Regions from separate parts of the Mus musculus genome. Here region 1 is linked to region 2. The links are chromatin contacts, called in public Hi-C maps. All regions are on one chromosome and are shown on one strand. The core of a region is the stretch at or near the end of the contact, and the rest is flanking DNA. Distances in the headings are between cores, read along the strand shown. Region 1 has its middle 46 kb from the start of Ostm1. Region 2 overlaps Armc2 (armadillo repeat containing 2).

What was found. A called contact is a pair of places that touch in the nucleus more often than the background predicts.
Region 1: a Hi-C map of group 2 innate lymphoid cells shows a contact between it and region 2, with 2.9 times the contacts expected there. The contact joins two enhancer-like sites. A contact is called at or near these places in 1 of 15 datasets of contacts at CTCF or cohesin (large pre-B cells), 41 of 484 Hi-C or Micro-C datasets (the AtT-20 cell line, B cells, the C2C12 cell line and 29 more), 12 of 115 datasets of contacts at active chromatin or transcription factors (astrocytes, bone marrow-derived macrophages, craniofacial prominence and 8 more) and 3 of 9 other capture datasets (adipose tissue, embryonic stem cells and liver).

Annotation. Positions count from the first base shown.
Region 1 is chr10:42,631,425-42,635,247 of GRCm38.p6, forward strand. No RefSeq gene overlaps it. Among named protein-coding and RNA genes, the nearest start is that of Ostm1, 46 kb to the right of the region's middle. Within about 2 kb of position 2,082, at least 26 of the 459 cell types and tissues checked have an H3K27ac peak or open chromatin away from gene starts, as enhancers often do. A contact at or near this core is called in group 2 innate lymphoid cells, where this site is marked.
Region 2 is chr10:41,975,830-41,979,826 of GRCm38.p6, forward strand. All of the region lies in intron 6 of Armc2 (armadillo repeat containing 2), which reads right to left. Among named protein-coding and RNA genes, the nearest start is that of Gm33058, 19 kb to the left of the region's middle. Within about 2 kb of position 2,747, at least 54 of the 459 cell types and tissues checked have an H3K27ac peak or open chromatin away from gene starts, as enhancers often do. A contact at or near this core is called in group 2 innate lymphoid cells, where this site is marked.

The DNA.
Region 1 (3,823 bases), core at 832-3,331, 650 kb after region 2:
CAGGAGAGGGGCCCTCTTCCTCCTGCGCCCCCCCCCCCCAGGCTCGCTGCTTCTCTCCTCCAGAGAGTTGGATTTTTTGATGTTGTTGTTGTTTTTGTTTTTTGTTTTTTAAAAAGCTGGAATGATAAACATACCTTCCACCCCTCGACTGAGATATTTTATTTTAAAAAATACCTGAATTTTCATTTTAGCAGATCCCACGAGGCTATGGGAACAGCGGGTTGTTCTCGCACCCCTGTTTGTGCTCCTTTCTCGTTTTTTTTTTTCTGGGGCGACATCCTCCGTTGTGGGGCTCAGGGAGGGCGAGGGGGAAGGTGTTTGCTAATGCTCTGTGGGAAATGCTTTGCCCGTGGGTGGACTCCCGCAATGGCAGAGGGCGTTTGCGCGCGCCCTTTAGAAGCGTTTGGCTCGGTCCGATGCGGCCTGGAGATATTTTGTTGCTGTCCAGGGGAAGGAGGACGCCGCTTTCCCTCCTTCTCTCTGCCTTACCCAGAGAAGACCCCTGAGTGTGGAAGAGCGCGTTCCCACTGTGCAAAAATGTGGCATGCTTAGAACAAACTGTCGGTGCGTGCAAAGGCCAGGGGTGAGGGTTAGGGTGGCTAGGTGGTACCTCAGTTGTGTCCTCCCTCCCGTGCCCCTATCTCTGAGATGACCTGGCTCCTCAAAATACCTTCTGGGTTCCACAGGCCTGAAATCACCCAAAAGTGGTGGTGCCGCGGTGGGTCTCCCTAGCCACCCTCTCCTGCTCCCTGATCCTGGTTTAAGACTGTGGGGGCTCAGTCCCTCGCCTGCTCTGGCGGGACACCTCGGCGCCCCGCTCCTCTGGGGAGCTCCCTAGCGCCCCGAGTCCCCCCCCACCCCGCCTCCGCGCCGCCCCACACTCTTCGCCTTTGTCTTGCAACCGGACCCCCGCCCCTCCGGCCGCTCCTGTGAACTGCCTGCCCCGTGCGAAGGCGGGGGTACTTTTCAATGCAGCGCCGCAGCTCCCTCCAGATTTGTAATCCGCCAAAAAGCCGCTGATTGCTGCAATCGTTACTTTTCATTAAAAAAACTTAGAAGCAATTTGGGAGAGCCCTTCTCAATGAATACATTTACCCCCGAACGGTCTTTATTCTCCGACTCCACTTGATGAGTTTCTCTGGCGAATCCGTTCTTACAGGCACAGAATGGGCAATCCCTTGATCCCCGTCAATTGTCATCCCGAGTCGGGGCCACTTTGACCGCCAATAGTGGGGAAGTCAGAGCTAATCCTCAGAAGGAATCACGGGAAAAGAAAAGCAACAATAACCAAGTCAAGCGTAAAAAATGAAAGAGAAATCTCTATTATCACTCAGTACATTTCCCAGCTATGTACTGAAAAAATCAGCTCGCTTGTCATTCGAGTCAGACACCCGCAGAAGAATATGGGGTCGTGGTGGGTTGGTAGACTCACACGACGTCAGGAGAGATGTTTGAGAGCGAAAGGCCTCTCCTCTGCTTCTGCCAAATCCCCCTCACATCCGCCATGACCATTAAATACAGACTGACTTTATTCTGTATGGGGAGGCCCAGGGGTGGCTGGCGAGGGAGCCCCCAACTGTGCACAGATACAAAAAAAAAAAAAGAAAAAAAAAAAAGAAAACCCTTGCAGAGCGGGGTGGGGGGAGTGTGGAAGCCAAGGATACACAACTCTCCCGCCCCTCCCGCTAGGGCCGGCTTGGCGACTGTCCCCCTCAAGGGCGCATGTGCTCTGTGCACGCGCTGCTGGTCCCCGGGTCCTGGCCGGTGTCAGGGCAGCTCAGGCCAGACCTGAGGGAGTAAGCCAACACGGCCATTTCCCACGCCGACACCTACAGTACTCAACACTGGCCTAGGCGCCCATTGCTGGGGCTGGGCTGGGGACAAAGTTCTCAAATGGCCGAGGTCAAGCGGGTTCCAGCCCAGGCGCGGCCAGAGCATCTCGGGAGGGATCGCTTTAACAGCTCCAAAGAGCTCCCAGATCAAGGTGCGAGGACCATGACCAGTATCACCTTGGGTAGCTGGCCTAGGAAGGAGGCGAAAAGCTCAAAGGGCCTGGGTCTGACCGCACCTTGTGGGTGCAGAGAAAAGTCTTTTGGTTTTTGGAGTGCCCAAACTTTACTTTCAGTTTCTCAGTAGGTGCAAGGAACCTCCTGCAGCCTAAAGGTTACTCTGCCTTTCCCAGAAGCTCCCGGGTGGAGGGCACTTCCTCTTCTCTTAGCTGGACCTGGAGGAGTCTGAGAGGTACGGCTGCAGCTGGAGTTGCCGCTCAGTGTTTGGGGTCACCCTAGTCAACCAAACCCGCCCTTGATGCCTGAAGCCTTATTCATCTGGGGAACCGCTCGGACCTGTCACTTCCCACACCCACCACATTACATGTGTTTAAGTTACATACATCACTCCCAAGCACAGCCTATTCATATCATATATTCAGAAAAACCTGTTCATGCGGTAACAAACTTCTAAACATACTACACAAGAGCTGGCCTCATCTGCACGAGTATACACACGCACGCGCGCGCGCGCGCACACACACACACACACACACACACACACACATACACGCTGAGCCTGTACACTACTGCAACACTAGCTGTGCATTATGGTCCCCAGGGTGTCCAGACTGAGTGTCTTTGGGCTTTGGCTGAGGGATCTAGACCTCCTCTGGGGTTCCCCACTGGGGCGAGTGCCTGGAACTTCTCTGAGGGCCTTCTGTGCTCAGTCTCTTCACCTGCTAGACTGGTAGAGTCGGGCCTGTTCAGGAGCTCCTCAGACCAGATCAGAGATCACACCAAGACCTATGTGGTAGGCCAGCTCACATAGGCACCAAATACTGGCCAAATGACCCTTTAAGGGAGGTGGACAGGATGCCCTCCAGTGGACGCAGGAATGAAGGTCTGAGATGCAGAGAGTAGAAGATAAACCCCCAAGGATCCCCATCCCTGCCGTGCTGAGTAAGGAGGAAGGTGGAGTGAGCCTGGCTGATACCTACAAAGGACATTCAATCCTACCCAGACTCTCACAAACGAACCTACACTTGGTCCGTGGTCTGGAAAGGGTGCTTGCGGAGAGGGCGACACTCTGCAGTCCTAATTAGTGATTTTTGTCCCCTTGTTACTGGGCTCAGCATCTCATGCAAATGAGCTTCTCATTTCAGCCACATTACCCCAGCTCCAGAATTAACTGACTCTTATCTTTAATGATATGCTGCTGAACTTCTCCCAGCCCGGCTAGCTTTTTATCTTGATTACTCTAATCAATAAGAAATGATAGAGTAGAATTATAAACTCTATTGGCTTTTAAATGTTGCCGACAAGCCCTCTAGATGCCATTCCTGTTCATTGTTATTTATTAAAATGATCCTTAGGATAAAGGCGGATGCAAATACAGAGTAGGACAAGGGGAAAGAGTCTGGGGACCAGTCCCAGCCAGTCCCTGACACCCCACCCCCCACCCTCCGCCCCAGCCCCAGGGAAGAGTCCATGCTGTTTGGGCTTGAAAGGATAAAAAAGATATTTTATTAAAGCTTTATAAAGAAAATTGCCCCTTTGAAGTATTCAGAGAAACAGAAAAACAAATTTAAAAGCACGAACCTCCCCCCCATCCCCACCCCCGCCCGGTCCCAAATGGTATTAGAGGTGAAAGCTTTGAGATACAGTCTCATTCTGGGAGGAGGTGGTATGCTGGTGGAAGCCCTACTCAAAGCTGTACACAGTGTCGGGGAGCGTGTATGTACAATTTCAAGCAGGCGGATCAACTTGACTATCCTACCACTTCTGGGAGGAGAGGGGGCGGAATCTCTTTTAAGTCTGCAGACGGTACTTTC
Region 2 (3,997 bases), core at 1,497-3,996:
TACATATGTAGTATATATATATATGTGTGTGTGTGTGTGTGTGTGTATACATATATTCACACACATACCTATATATACAGACACATATATAAAGATTAAAAGCTAAAAATCCTTAATAAAAATCTTAGCCCTTTTAGGATAGACACGATATGGAGCAAGTAGAGCAAGACCAGTGCTTTCCCAAGAGGTAGAGGAAAATGTCTTGGTTTCCCCACCCCAACTCTATTATTGATATGCAGGGTGACTTTTATCTGTTGAGCTTAGGACATTTCCAGGCCCCAGTTTCCTCATCAGCAAAGAAGAGAACATTTGCTTTTAGGACTGTGAAATTTAGGTGTCAGGATAGAGGCAAAGCTCTGCTCGAGGGCCACACACCTAGCTAGCAATGGTAAGGATTTTGTGAACCTCTTTTCCCTGACCAAGCAAATAGGTAATGGCTGATGTGTGTTGCCATGGTGCCACCAAGACCAGATGCTGCACACACTCTAGGTGGTGATGCTGCCATTGACCACACCCAAGAGGCAGAACAGAGGCAATCTGCGTCCTTTCTTCCTCTCCCTGCCCCCACATCAAGGTCTCACTCTGTCCTAGAACCCACCATGTAGCCCAAGCTAGCCCTGAACCCAGAGTGATTCTCCTGTCTCAGCCTCCCAGGACTACAGGCTCCTGTTTCATTGTGCTTCTGAAGATGGAGAGAGTGGAGTCCAGGCAGAATCTAGGGCTATTAAATTATCCACCGCTCTTATCATTCAGTTCCACTGCAAACCAATATGAAAGGCAACACTGTAGAAAACAGATTGTATAGGGAAGATGGCAAATCATGATTCTACTTTACTCAGACATATCTCAAGAGTTGGAGGGGGCAGTGCTACTTGCAGGCCTTCTTCAGACTTCCTCCTCTAACGTCTGCCTCCTGAGCCCCTTGCCTGGTACCACAAAAACGTATATGAAATATTGAAAAATCATAGGAGCAATGAAGAGATTCTACACACACAATCATCTTTAAATTCACTTATGTTTTTCACAACTTTTGATTTATTCATTGTGTCTTCTTGGCAATTGCGCATACACATACCCCCGCACAGATATACACACATACAAATAATTAAAAATAAGTCTTTTAAAAATCCAGTGAACTCTTCTCCCTTGTCTGTATAAGCTGAAGAGAAGTCAGTGTATAACGCACAATAGCATGTGTTTAAAAAATCTATTTGAACTCAGCGGTGTCTGAAATTAATCTCCAAGCCTCCAAATACGAACCTTTCCCCACACAGGGCCGATAACTCCTGAGAGAATCAGGGAAGCTGTACAATTATCACCTTCCTCCCAATGCTCAGGACCCACCGCTGCTTTTCAGGAATGTCTACTGGCTATTGCGAGTCTAAGCTTGCCTTTTATCAAACCTTCTTACTGCCAATGGAGGCCTGGCAGGCTGAACCTGGGGACACTCAGGAGCACCAAATGCAAACAGGGAAGTCTCAACAACTAAACTGTGTTTAAATGGTAAGGATACAATGTAGGCAAAACAGCAAGACCGGCTAATCTGTGCAGACCTATCAGCAAGACTTCATCATAAAACAAAATTGAATTGTCTTTAGCACAGAATTAGTCTTGAGTGCAGGCCCAGAGTTCCTTTTCCAAACTTTTGGGCCAGGTGTGGTGCAGGCTTCAGAAATGCCTGGATCTCAGAATGAAAGCAGTGTTCACAACAGGGACTTCGGAGCACCACCCTCCAGCGTAACACGTGAACGCTCACACTAGAGGGGCCAACACTACAGCTCTGGTCGGATCTGCCATTGCCACTAGAGCTATTTCAACGTTTGGGATGTTGAGGTTTTCAGAATGGCAGACAAAAGACTGTAGACCATCATCTCTGCTTTTTGGATTTTTGAGTGTGCTTGAACTGGATAAAACATGCACATGGGGCTGGAGAGATGGCTCAGCGGTTAAGAGCCCTGACTGCTCTTCCAGAGGTCCTGAGTTCAGTTCCCAGCAACCACATGGTGGCTCACAAGCATCTGCTATGGGATCCGATGCCCTCTTCTGGTGTGTCTGAAGAGAGCAACCATGTACTCACATTAAACAAACAAAACAAACAAGCATGTAATTCTAAAAGTAAATACAAATAGCCACGCAGTATAAGAAGACCGCCGCTCATAGTCCTAGGTAATTAATCCACTTAGAGGCCAAAGGATATGAACAGACTCAGTATTGAAGAAGGCAAACAAAAAGCCAGAAGTTGTTAAGTCAACAACAGTCAATTTCCTTGACATATATAGGAAACACTTAAATTTGCTAGAAAGCAGGTTGGGGAGATGGCTCGGTGGGTAAGGCACCTGCTGCTGCAAGCTTCAGGACCCAGGCTTGGATCCCCAGCACATATAAAAGAAGCCAGGCATGGTGCTGTAACCCCAGAGCAGAGGAGCAGAAACAGGCAGATCCTGCGAGCTCACTGACCAGCTCAGTGTGGCCAGAATGTGGCTCCATGTCCAACGAGAGACCATCTCAAAAAATATGGTAAAGGGTTCGAGAAAAAGACTCTGACATTGAGCTGTGGCATCATCTATTGGAGTAGGAACCTGCTCTAACACATCAAAACCCCAAATTACTAGAAATTCAGGCTTTAAATCCATGTGGTCTTAAAAAAAAAACAAAAAACCAAAACGAAACCCCTACACAGTGTGCTTTTCAATGTAAAGCTGAGCGATCAACTAGTTCCCCAGGAAGAGTGAAATCAGTCAACATGCTCCCCCCAGGAAGAAATGATTATCAAGATGAGTCAGAAATCACCCAAGTTTAGTTACCTCCAGACCCTTCTGAGACTTCTCAGACTCATTTTGAGAAGTTAGCTAAACACTGTGGTATAAGAATTTCTTCTCGGTCGTCTCCCAGGAATCCCCACTAATGTGGTTGTGTCTTGCTATGGCCTTGCTTCTGTATCCCCATGTGGTCCTCACTGCCCCCATCACCTCCATTCCATACCCTATCCCCAGTGAATTCTAGAAACTGAAGCATGTCTACAAACACACAGTGTGGCCCAGTCTTGGGGAACAACTTCAAATTTTAAAAAGGACTTTCATCTAGGTTCACTGCTTGCTAAATATAAAAATAATGATTCAACAGGAAAATTGGGTAAGTCAGGCAAGAAATACTGCCTGTTTTTGAAGATTCTGCTGTCTCCGTGGTTATAGCTGTTAACCACAGCTTTCAGCTTTGGACCCAACAGCTTGATACATTGTTAGCATTGGCTGGTGTTTTTAGCATGCAAACGTAAACCCCTTAGCAACAATGTTGTCTAGGGAATTGGAAGGCTTAGATTCTCCTGAGTTCTAGATACATTGCAGGTGACCACTAACTGTCTCCTTACTGGTGAGGGGCTAGTTTGAAGATAACATCTTTTACACGGTGCTAGATTGATATCATTTATCATCATTTTTTATTTTTGTTGAGACAAGGTCTTACTGTAGCTCAGAATGGCCTGCAATTCATAACCCTGTCTCTGTTTCCAAAATGTTCAGATTATAGATGTGTACTCATAGAGCCCGACATAAACTTTTGTGTGAAATGAAAAAAAAAAACTATGAAGAATATAACAGACACTGTCCTACCCTGAATAGTTTGGTTCAATGCTAATAATGTGCTACGTTTGTATCTTTTTATTTTAAAGACAACAACAACAACAAAAACCTTGAAGGCTTAAAACCTTCTTATGCCTGCCTTATCTAGATCCTTCCCCATGGGGGGGGGGGTCACCAGCCTTTGAAATGGGGGTGACAGCATGTTTGTTTTTCTAGGTGTGACACAGAGCTCCCTAACTCTTGTTTCCACAACTTAAGGTTTCACCTGCTGCTTGTGTTGTACAGTCAATGTTACAATGTTACAGTGTTACAATGTTACAGTGTTACAATGTTACAGTGGTATAGTGTAACAAATGTTCCCTGGCTCATTTTTCTCACTGCCTGACTTTGCACCATTTCTAACCATTGGTCTGTATTAT